Linked DNA regions of Sus scrofa: all the other regions are linked to region 2. Evidence: chromatin contacts called from public HiChIP or PLAC-seq data. All regions are on one chromosome and are shown on one strand. Each heading gives the region's core, a stretch centred on a gene start, on an enhancer-like site or on the middle of the called end of the contact. The rest is flanking DNA. Distances are from core to core; before and after follow the strand shown.

What was found. HiChIP or PLAC-seq counts read pairs in DNA pulled down with a chosen protein or histone mark.
Region 1: a contact with region 2 is called in an H3K27ac HiChIP or PLAC-seq map of skeletal muscle. The contact joins two enhancer-like sites. A contact is called at or near these places in 2 of 2 datasets of contacts at active chromatin or transcription factors (alveolar macrophages and skeletal muscle).
Region 3: an H3K27ac HiChIP or PLAC-seq map of alveolar macrophages shows a contact between it and region 2. The contact joins two enhancer-like sites. A contact is called at or near these places in 1 of 47 Hi-C or Micro-C datasets (embryonic fibroblasts) and 1 of 2 datasets of contacts at active chromatin or transcription factors (alveolar macrophages).
Region 4: an H3K27ac HiChIP or PLAC-seq map of alveolar macrophages shows a contact between it and region 2. The contact joins two enhancer-like sites. A contact is called at or near these places in 1 of 47 Hi-C or Micro-C datasets (embryonic fibroblasts) and 1 of 2 datasets of contacts at active chromatin or transcription factors (alveolar macrophages).

What each region holds. Positions count from the first base shown.
Region 1 is chr7:112,412,661-112,415,516 of Sscrofa11.1, forward strand. All of the region lies in intron 5 of TTC7B (tetratricopeptide repeat protein 7B), which reads right to left. Among named protein-coding and RNA genes, the nearest start is that of TTC7B, 110 kb to the right of the region's middle. Within about 2 kb of position 1,306, at least 12 of the 83 cell types and tissues checked have an H3K27ac peak or open chromatin away from gene starts, as enhancers often do. A contact at or near this core is called in alveolar macrophages and skeletal muscle, where this site is marked.
Region 2 is chr7:112,246,521-112,249,314 of Sscrofa11.1, forward strand. No RefSeq gene overlaps it. Among named protein-coding and RNA genes, the nearest start is that of CALM1, 87 kb to the left of the region's middle. Within about 2 kb of position 1,286, at least 60 of the 83 cell types and tissues checked have an H3K27ac peak or open chromatin away from gene starts, as enhancers often do. A contact at or near this core is called in alveolar macrophages and skeletal muscle, where this site is marked.
Region 3 is chr7:112,072,685-112,075,606 of Sscrofa11.1, forward strand. NRDE2 (protein NRDE2 homolog) reads right to left here. Exons shown (of 14, transcript XM_021099603.1): 3 at 2,770-2,922. Among named protein-coding and RNA genes, the nearest start is that of NRDE2, 16 kb to the right of the region's middle. Within about 2 kb of position 1,542, at least 2 of the 83 cell types and tissues checked have an H3K27ac peak or open chromatin away from gene starts, as enhancers often do. A contact at or near this core is called in alveolar macrophages, where this site is marked.
Region 4 is chr7:112,052,514-112,055,213 of Sscrofa11.1, forward strand. It overlaps NRDE2 (protein NRDE2 homolog), which reads right to left. Exons shown (of 14, transcript XM_021099603.1): 9 at 2,317-2,495; 10 at 1-154. Among named protein-coding and RNA genes, the nearest start is that of PSMC1, 26 kb to the left of the region's middle. Within about 2 kb of position 1,403, at least 3 of the 83 cell types and tissues checked have an H3K27ac peak or open chromatin away from gene starts, as enhancers often do. A contact at or near this core is called in alveolar macrophages, where this site is marked.

The DNA.
Region 1 (2,856 bases), core at 56-2,555, 170 kb after region 2:
AAATACGCCCATATTCCTCTCACCCACACATAGCAGATGATATCAGATCAGAAGCTTTACGGTGGCATAAAAAGAGAAGCTTGGGCTCAGGACTCCGGGCAGCACCAAAGGGGACATGAATCAAAATTAGGTAACAGGCTCTGGGACGCGCGATCTCTGCTGCTCTCCCCTGCATTTGTTTTTACGGCATCCGTGTTCACTGGCTTTGGACTGAAGCTCAGTTCTCTTAGGGAACATGAGGCGAAGGAAACAGCTACGGCTGGAAAAGGGAGGGGAGGAAGGACTGGGCTGATGTCACTCCAGGATCGCAGCTTAAGCGCCTACTATGTACTAAAAGCATGGCATTTTCAACCGTATGCAGTAAGGGTAGGACTGGGACCATGTCGTTGGAGACCCAGTTTAAAGGGTTGTTCAAACAGGGTGGAAATTAGGCCTGGAGGGGGTAGTTTCAAATCCCAATGTTATAACTCAGGGAAGGCTACCAGATAGCAAGTGGCCATTCGGAAGGTCTCCCGTGCCTTCCTTGTGGAATGAGAAACACATCCAGTTACAGATGCACCGAATTTTCTAGCTATAATGATCCAACACAACTTAGTCCATTGCAACCCTGGAGAGAAACGGCCTGCCCAGGTTCACACGGCCAGTGAGAGGGCAAGCTGGGAGCTTCCAACCATACCCACCACCTTCCTGACAAAAGAGATGTGAACTCTCAAAGGGACATGCAACCCAAGAAGAAAACAAAATATGGACGCTCAGGTCTAGGGTTTACGTCATTAATATGCAAATGAAAGTGTATATCCAATCCAAATCTGATGCATACAGGTGGTCCCAGCTACTGAGACACTCCTAGGAACCGGTTCAAAATTGGAAAGGAAAATCAGCTGGCCCAAGTGAAGCAGCCTGGGGTCTGCAGATGAGGCCTCAGAGGCCCTAACTGAGAACTGATGGGGAGAGTCCACTCCCCTCTAAGGCCAAGGCAGTTTCTCCCGCGCAGGACTGAGGCCCTCTGGTGGCGGCTGGAGGAAGTCCCTGTGACTGAGGGGATGCCACCCAGGAGAGGCCAAACCAGGAGGGACGCAGGGCGCGCTCCCAAGGCACCGCACGCTGCCTTTGAGGCAAAGGCAAGTTTTCCTCAAACGGTTTCCAGTTTGTTTCTGGGAAGAGCTTAGGATTCAGAATCAAATTCTTCTTGAAGCTGGGAAGAATCCTGCTGGTAAACAAAGGCTCCTCAGGAACCACAAGGAAGGCTCGGAAGGCCTCGGGCTGCACTAGTCAAATAAGTGTGCCACCGTCAGGACCAAGCCGAGGTGGCCTGTCCAGCCCCAGAGCAATGTGACAACCGGAGGGAGAAGGCACTGGAGGGGAGAGACTGCACATTTTAAATATAAGAAAAGGGAAAAAGTGTCCTAAATGCAAAAGCATACAATTCTCAGCAACTCCTATACCACCCATGCTTTTTTTTTTTTTTTTCAGTCACATAATTTTATTCAAGTCGTCACTTCCACTGTTGCCATGACAGCAGAAAAAATTTTTTTTCCTTAAGCTAGATGGAGAATCACGATAGAATGGAACAAAAAAAGAAAAGAACTTGCAAGCATTACATTCTAAATGCTACGAAACACCCCGATTTGAGGGAAATAAACAAAAGCCACATGATTGCTTTCATGTCTCTCAACTATGAGTTTATTCTTGCCATGCTGAGACCCAGGCCTAAAATGATCTGTTGCTTTAAAACGCCACTCCAAACTGAAGAGGAGAGAGCCAAGGAATTTCCCCCGTTTGGAGGGTTTCCGCAGCCCCTTGACATGAGGTCATTGATTCCATTTCAGAATTCACTATGGCAAACTATTCTCAAAAGGAAGGTCCTTGCCGGCACTGGCAAGCTGTCGGAATTCGGGGTGCACCTCCTGCACCTCGCTCCAGCAAGCTTCCCGAGTTGGGTGCAGGTCCCTCCACGTGGACCGGTTCCCAACAGCTCAGCTGTTACCCAGGGGAGACAGGGCCTGCGAGTCCCCTGAGCACCAGCCGGCTGTTCAGCCTGATGGGCAGGCAAGACCTGCCACTATCTGTCCCCCCTCCAGCAGGGAGAGCGGAGGCCCGCATCCCTCAGCCTTGCTCTGCTGCAAACCTGAGCAACCTCCTGCTCCGTCCTGGGCAGGAAAGCCCACCCGCAGTCCTGCTTCTCTTGACCACTTCCATGTTGTTTTCTCTCCTCCCTTTTCAATCTGATTTCTTCATCCTCCTCCTGAGCCTCCTCCTTCAGCGCCTTGCCTGCTGGCCCTTAGGTCAGTGCAGAAGCATGACTTCCTAAGGACACCCAGGGGCACTGGCTGGCCAGCATTTGACTCTTGGGCCCTGAAAGCCGCATTTTCGAAGGCTGGTTTCTGAAACGTACATTTTTACATACAAACCTACAGCAGTGCCTGCTTATTCTGTTCTGTGCCTTTGAACCACATTCTCAGCTTTTTAGTGCTGTCACTGGTGTCTCCGCACTAGCAAACCAAGGGGGAAATGGATACGGGAAGGAAGCCAGAGATCCGAAGTTAAAATCGAGATGGAAAACCAAGGCTGGGAGAGACTCGGAGCCTGGAGAACCAATTTGCCTTGCGATGGGCAGCTGCCTCCACAGCAAACTCAATATATTTATATTTTTACATTCCTTTGGGGGGGGACAGAGTGGGAAATACAATTCTCCCCCCTTAACTTGTCCTTCCAAATTATCTTCTAACCTCAACGTCTGGCCCAGGCCATCAATGCACGTAAATCAGTATCAACGGTCACCGTCATGCAAATTCCAAGTTCTGATGTGAATAAAATACTTTTCATAGTGGATACCCGATTCCTAAGAAACAAAGA
Region 2 (2,794 bases), core at 36-2,535:
AGCTTTGAGGAAATCCACTCTGTTCCCCAAAGGATTCCCTGCGTGAGCGTCCTGAAGGCCAAGGTACACAGGGCCTTTGTTTGTGAAGCCTGGGGTGTGGGCAGGAGGGGCCGGCCGGGCTCAGGCCAGGAGGCGCACCGGGCCTGTTGGAAGCCCATTAGGCACCTGCTCAGGAGTTGTACGTATCCCCCTAAATCAGCTTCTGGCCCCCAGAGTCCCCACCTCAGCCCTCCTGGGCTCCCTGTGTGAGGTGAGGCCGAACAGGGACCTCGGGGTGGGGGAGGCAGGGCCCAGAGCTCAGCCTGCCTTCCCCTGGAGGAAGGAGCTGGGCGGGCGGCCCCGGCTGAAGGTCACAGAGAAGCTCTGGCTGCTGGCCACCTTGGGCTGGGCCCGTCACGGGAGGCCTCTCGTGCACCCAGGGCCTCAAAGGTAGCCGTTTGATATTCTCTCTGAAGGAGCTGACGGCCTTGGGCGTGACCGAGGAGTCTGCAGGGTGAAATCAAGTTCATTTCATAGCCACCAGGGAGGTCCCATCACTGGATGCACCCCCCGTGGCCCCCAAGTGTGTGGATGTGGAAAATAAACCCTATAACCAGCTTGTAACCCTCACTATGGTATTGCCCTGGGGGCGAGGGGGCGTGGGGTATTCAAAGAGGCATTTTATGAATTGTACACATTAAAAATAACACCATGCTTCTTATAACCCTATCTTGATGGATCTTGGTTTGGTAAGACATGGAGATCCTTAAAGATAACTGTGGTTTGGGTTGTAGTCTATCTCCGGGGGGCCTGGTCCTGGGGACCCTGGGGCGAGTGGGCAACCCTCCCCGCCCCACGCCCCAGGGATGACGGGAAGGTGGCGGGACTTGGGGACTGAGCCCACTGCAGATGACCAGCATGCAAGGGACAGGTGGAGAAATCAGGCCTGTGCAGAGGACAGGACCTCAGGACCAGGCCCATCTGGCCAACCCCTCCCCTGTGACCTTGGGCCAGGCCCTCCCCACCTCCAGCCCTCGGGGCCTCAGCATCCCCATCAGAAGCTCGAGGTGCTGAGCTGAGTGACCTCTCAAAGGCCCTCCAGCCCAGCTCGTGTGTGACAAGGACACTGCAGCTCAGCCCCGGGGAAGCCCCTCTGCTGTGGGGAACCACCCCACAGCCGCTGGGGGTTGCGCGGCCTCAGGAAGGAAAGAACACGCTCTCTGAGTTGTCATAACAGAGCGGGCCTCCAGGCACCTCCTGTTTACCGAGGCTGAGTAAATACAGCCAGGCCCTAGCAACGGGCACAAAGGGGCCTTTGTGCAACCGCCCAGCCCTCTGCTCCCCTTCCAGCTCGGCCCCAGCTGGGAGCGCTCAGAGAGGCAGGGCCAGGCCAGCAGGCAGGTGACAGCGGTGGGTGCAGGACCTGCCATGTGCAGGCTGGGGCCGCCGGCAGCTGCGTCCTCACATCCTTTACGGGCAGGAAACCCTACCCCCTTCATCCTGTCATGCCTGTCAGTCAGAGATGGAGCAGGGCGAGGCTTGGACCAAGGCAGCAGGGGGCGCGAGGTCAGTCTTGGACACGAATGCTTCGGTACTCCATGAAGCAGCCCTGGGCCTCAGTTTCCTCATCTGTAGCAAGGGGCTGCACCCTCCCTGCTTTGCTTGGCCATCTGGGAGTCTGAGAACGTTCATTCTGTAAACCCACCCAACTCCCCAGACAGAGGGAGCTGTCATTTCAGGTTAAGAGTTAAGAATCAATGATAGGAGTTCCTGTCGTGGAGCAGCGGAAATGAATTCGACTAGGAACCAAGAGGCTGCGGGTTCAATCCCTGGCCTCGCTCAGTGGGTTAAGGATCTGGTGTTGCCGTGAGCTGTGGTGTGGTCGGCAGCTGAAGCTCCGAGTAGACCCCTAGCCTGGGAACGTCCATAGGCTGCGGGTGTGGCCCTAAAAAGATGAAAAAAGAATCGATGATAAACAAGTTGTGCTGGGAGCCCCCAGCCTCCCTTTTGAACCATGAGGAGCTTGCTCTGTACCAGGCTCTGCCTGGTTGGGCATCCAAGGAGGGCAGCAGCCCCTCTCCCCACAGCCTCACTGTTTACGCGGGGGCAGGCAGCTAATGACCAGTGGCTGATTCATGCAGTGTGTGAAGCCACTACAAATCAATACAAAGATGCATGCGGAAAAGACACGAGAAACAACTCCTAAAAGAATTCGTAGAAAGGCTTTGGGAGTTCCCTGGTGGCTTGGCAGGTTAAGGACCTGGTGTTGTCACTGCTGTGACACAGGTTTGATCTCTGGAACTTTTGTATGCGGCGGGCATGGCCAAAAATAAAAAAACAGTCATAAAAAGGATGGCGGAGGATGGAAATCGACTTCATCCGTAACAAAAATGAAAATAAAGCAACGATGAGATTTTCTTGTTTTCTTCCTTTAGATTATGACAAGATTAGAAATGTTTCTCTTACTACTGGCAGGAGTATGGGGTACACGGGAGCCTTCATGAACTAACGCTCTGCCCCTTGCTAACGCCTGGCCACCAACAGAAACCTCCTGTTCCTCACTTTCCTCCACTGCAAAATGGGTAATGAAAATACCCACCTCGCAGGTTTGGGGAGTAGATTAAATGAGTTAGTAGATATAAAATTCTTAGAGCAGTGCCAGGCAAGGACAAAGTGCATAATACATCAGAGCTATTATTATTATTATTATTTTGTCTTTTTAGGGCCGCTCCCATGGCATATGGAGGTTCCCAGGCTAGGGGTCCAATGGGAGCTGTAGCCGCCGGCCTAGACCACAGTGATGCCAAATCCAAGC
Region 3 (2,922 bases), core at 292-2,791, 170 kb before region 2:
GGAGAGAAAGGGATGGACACATTCCAGAAAGAAAAGGAAAGCCAGCTAGGGGAAGGGGGGAGGAAGGGCCTGCTGCAGACCACCGCTGGAGAGTAAGAGGCCCTCATCCCTCCCCTACTGGGTACTGCAGTCGGGAAGCGGGATGTGGTCCGGGCTGCACAGGGAAGGACCTGCACCTGACAGTGAAGAGCTCATCCTAGGAAATGAAGGTCGCAAGAAGCTATGGTCTCTGGGGAAGCTGTCCCCCGATGACCCTGAATAAGAGCCCCATATGGTACACAACCCCCTCCACCCTGCTGGCCACACACCCAACACCGCTTTCCTGATATCACAGAAGACACAACTCACTAATGTCTTAGTCCTTGTCTGTGCAGAAACAAACAACTCTTCCAGGTCACCTTCCCAGGAAAAGGCTACAGAAGTGAACAGTAAGAAAGTCAAAGACAAAGACAAGAACAACCCACCCTAATCTTAATGGGGATACTCTACAAAACATCAACAAACTTAAAAGTGCCTTTGGATCAGAGTTCCTGTCATGGCTCAGTGGTAAGGAAATGGACTAGTATCCATGAGGACATGGGTCTGATCTCTGGCCCCACTCAGTGGGTTAAGGATCCAGCGTTGCTGTGAGCTGTGGTGTAGGTTGAAGATGCGGCTCAGATCTGATGTTGCTGTGGCTGTGGTGTCGGCCAGCAGCTGTAGCTCCAATTTGACCCCTAGCCTGGGAACCTCCACATGCCTCAGGTGCAGCCCTTAAAAAAAAAAAAAAAAAAAAAAAAAGTGCTACCTAGATTATAAAACTATCGAGAGACTGTAAAGATCACTTCTGATGTGGTTAAGCACAGGCTGAAAATTACTCTTTCAAGTTCTTATGGTAGTTCTGGTACAGTTTCAGGAAATCCTATAAAACTCATTTTCCTCAGCAAAAAAAAAAAAAAAAAAGACAAATAGTTAAAGATGAGTCTTCACAACACACAACGATTATGCATTTGCTTTGAAGACATACTAATAAGAATCAATGATCTACTCATCCATTCATTCACAGAACAAAAATGTACTGAGAGTTTATTACACATCAGGACCTACGTTAACCTCTGGTGGGGAAGAGCATACAAAGGTAAGAAGGGAGGAGTGGCTCTGCCACAGAAATTCAGTCAAATTCAGAATCTTTCTGCTAGACTCCTTTATTTTTCCTTCTTCTAGGGTTACAGGCACAGCACCTGAGACGCAGACAGAGCTAAATAAATCTGGATCCTCTGAGCCACAGAGGCCTGTGGTTCTCCAATGCTGATCTGATAACAAAGGGATCCCAGCAGACCACGTTGTCTGCCTCTGATGGAAACTCCAACATCAGTGGGACTCATAAGCACATAACTAAAGCAAATAAGCCCTGAAGGGTCATAAAAATCTTAACAGCACTAAATTTATTAAAGTATGCCTCGAACGGGTACTTAAATTTCCTCTCTTCTAGACCACATGAACGAAGGAAAGAAAAAAGTTAATTGAGGAATGACTCAAGCAGTTTCACCACATACCGCGAGTCACACACATGGGACAGTGCCTCCTACGCAGGAGGAGGTCAGACTTAGCAGAGAGGAAAAGCTATCACTCAGCACCTGCACTGACCAGATCTACAGAACGCCGTGAACGCTATGCCCAGGGCAGACAAGCGAAACACGGGGAGAAAGAAAACCCCCAAGGAAAGGAAGTAGGTGGTCATGAGCCATTCTGTACCTCCAACCCAGTGATTCTAAACAGCTGTGAAATAAGGACAAAAGCAATGATTATTTTAAGTGCTACATCAACCTTAACCAGAGAGAGAGTGCGCAGGCAAGCACATGCAGGAGCAAACTCGGGGCGGGGGGCGGGGGTTGTCTTTTTAGGTCAGTGCCTGAGGTATACGGAAGTTGGCAGGCTAGGGGTCAAATTGGAGCTGTTGCTGCCGGCCTACACAACAGCCACATCTACTTGGGATCCGAGCCACATCTGCAACCTACACCACAGCTCACGGCAACGCCAGATCCTCAACCACTTAGCGAGACCAGGAATCGAAGCTGCGTCCCCACAGACACTAGCTGGGTTCATTACCGCTGAATCACAATAGGAACTCCCAATACAACAGGGGTTTTAATGTGGGTGACTGAAAGGAAGACATGTCAAGAAAGAGAAAGACATTTTTCTCATTCTTTATGAAGGCATGTAAGGAGCTGCCTTGTGGCACAGCGGGTTAAGGATCTAGCATTGTCTCTGCTGTTCGATACCTAGCCTGGGAACTTCCACATGCCACTGGCATGGCCAAAAGAAATAAATAAAAATTTTTTTTAATGTTTTAAAAATTTTAAAACATCGAAATAAATGTGTTAAAACCTTAAAAAATAAAATTTTAAAAATAAAAAATAAATAAATGCATGTAAAACTAAGTAGTGAACTAGCCCATATGCCCAGCAAGTGGCACATTCTCTATCTTCCAAAAATCCTATATACTTTTTGCCTGAACCAGATTTTGACACAATCGTTACTGTGCCTCAGCAATATTTCTCAAATAAAATCATGGCCTTATTCTTTTTTTAAAATGAAAGTTTTCTTTTCTTAGGTTGACCTAATGGTAGGGCTCTTTCTGCTTTTTCCCAGCTTTACTAAGGTATTTATTGACTCTATTTTGATTGAGCGGCTAAATATTCACTCAAATGTCTAACTTATCACCAACAATCAAGGGAGAAATAATTCAAGATATGAAAAATCACAGGTTTTTGAGAAGAGAAAACCTACTTTGGTTTCTCTGATTCCTTGTTTCCATCTCTGATGCTTCTGGAAGGTTTGTCCTTTTCAGAATCAGTATCTGACTCGGATCCACTGCTGCTTGACTGCCCACGTTTTCTCTTGGTTTTCTTGTGGTGCTGATGCTTCCTTTTCTTTTTTTTC
Region 4 (2,700 bases), core at 153-2,652, 190 kb before region 2:
TGCTGTTTTCATCCATGGCCTGATAGAGGCAAGAGGCTGGAGGGCTAAAGCCAGAAGGCACACCCAAGAACTGCAGAAAGGCCGAGATCAGCTGAAACTGAAGATCCGGGCTGGAAAGTCGGATCAGAGACTGCCCAATATCATCAAACAACACCTGCAATGAAGACAAAGTCAAGTGACATAATGCAACAAACAAACCTTCAGGTTTTCCCACAGTTCTTTTTATACGGATGTACTAACGAGTTAACATTATTCAAATTACATTTTAAACAGACAGAACGTAGGTTTCTTCTGCAAGATGCAAAAAAGCTAGAGGCCTCCAAAGGCGAGCTGAGGTGGGAGGGTAAGTGCCGGGAGTCCTGCAGTGCCGGCAGCACCCACACCCCTCCTGGGGATCCTCCGGAGGAGGGAGGACCAAAGCGGAAACTTCCAAAGTAGCCTCACGGATTCAAAGAAAATCTAGAATCACACTCACTTCTGAGAACACACATAACTGCTTTTATAGTTACTGTGGTAGGTTGTGGTTGTGCAATTTTTTAATTTTTAAGGTAGGAGATAAGAACCTTACTATTTTGTGGTTTCTTTGTATAAAACTGCTTCAGGAAATGAAAAATATGCTTGAAAATACACAAACAGCAGCAAGGTAAGAAGGAAACTGCGGGAGCAATGGACCCTGTTGAGAGTAATTATAAGGGCCTGACACTAACTGTAACATTCGCAGCTGATTTCACGTAATAACTTTAAAATCGAAGGCCACAGAAACTACACTATGTCCCAGGTCTTGCTTACCTGACTGGTCTCTGTGGCCCTCAGCAAAGAGGAAATCAAAACACAAGCATAATAAACTGGACCACCTGGGACTCAACTTATCAAAACCGTCAATTAATCAGAACACTCTTCTCCTCCAGGCTTTGACTAGAAAAAAAAAAAAAATCTAAGAAATAGTTCACAGCAGTAGCTTGCTCCCAAAACAGGCTTCTAGAAAACCCCCCAAAATGCTGAGCCTTGAGAACTAACTTCTGAAGGGCAACCACGAACTCTGTAGAACCCTCGAACACCAAAGATAAATGCCACCCACTCTTCCCGAACCTTCAGTTCGGCTGGGCAGGAAGCTCAGGTGCTGACTGGCTTCCGTGAGCTCTCGAATCTCCCCCGAAGGCTGGTCCCTCCTTCCTGCCCCGAGGCCACTTTTTTCCTTCTTCCCAATCCTGTATCCTACTTGTCGTCTAGCCACCGTATCCAGGCCCTCGGGAGCCTTCACTCGTGCTGACCCCTCTGCCTCAAGCCAAAGCTCCGGCATCAAAGATTCACTCAACCTCCAGGGCTATTAACCGAGTGCTCAGCACAGGGCAGTGTCATCCAGGCACGGGTGACTCAGCAGTGAAGAGAAAGGGAACAATCCCCACCCTCCCGGCACGTGACTGGTGGGGAGCAAGCACATCAAAGCTCACGGCCTCGCTGCTGTACAACCTCAGTCTGCACCTGTGACCTGTCCCATGCCAAGCAGCACACAGTGGACCCTTAAACAGCACAGGTGTTAACTGGGCAGGCCCACTCACACCTGAGTGTTTTCAGTAAATAGGTACCACAGGACCACGAGACCCACGGGTGGCTGGATCCGCGGCTGTGGAACCGTGGATACGGAGGGTCGCCTGCAAAATTAGAAAGGGGTTTTTGACGGCTCGGGGGTCATTGTTCCAGAGTCAAGTGTAGCTGGTATCTTGTCAGAGTGGCTCAATTACAAGTATCAATGTAGAAGCCCTTTATTTTCATGTAAAGCCTCCGGAGCTGCTGACCGCTAGGCACCAAGTAGCAGGTCCCCAGAAAACGCTAGTTCCTCCCCAGCATGACGAGCCGTACACCACCTGTCCCGACCTGGCCTCCACCTCTTGTATCTCTTGATTTCCAGAGTCAAACCCACCCACACATCCTCAGGGATCCAAGAGTGGGTAGGAAAAGCATCCAGGACAGTGATTTTGAATTTTCAAACCCTGAGCCCTCAGGCTTCGGTGGGAAAAATTAACTCAACAGCCTGGAAGACCATCTCCAGAGAAGCGACCACACAAGAGCCGACCCTCCTCCTTGGAGACAGAAAGGATCAGGTCTAGCACCTCTACGCTCCCCCCACCACCAGCAGCCAGGGAAACCTACTCTGGTTTTCGGTAAGAGGGCGATTTGTGTAGACAGAAGCAGGCCAGCATCTCCCAAGCCAGGCAGGTGCTCCGAGAGCCCAGCTGCCTCCTTTCAGGGACCCAAAGCCCAGCAGGAATGTGGGAAGAGCAAGCCCTGGCAGCCGGGGGGAGGGCCGGTACTCGCCTGTCTCTCTGGATCCTCACAGTCTTCCTCCGTCTGCTTCTTGGTCTTATCAGGGCGCCACGGCCGCCAGTGCCTCTGGTCCCGGGACCGCTCAGCAGCAAGCCAGATCTGCCACCTGGGCAGAGTCTTATCTTTAATTTCCTGGTCGTCATCTTCTGGTTCATCATCATCATCATCATCTAAAAGCAAGAATAAAACTTTCCAGTGCAACTAACCAGCAAAGAGAACCATCATCAACCTTTAAATCTACCTGCTCTGCCAGCCACAGGGCTGGGTACCTGGAATGCCAAGATGAGCAAGAGCCAGGCCCAGACTCACTGGCATTTAGGGACTTTCCTATAATCAAGTTCTCAGGGAAAAAAACAGCAGGTGAGCTGGTGAAAT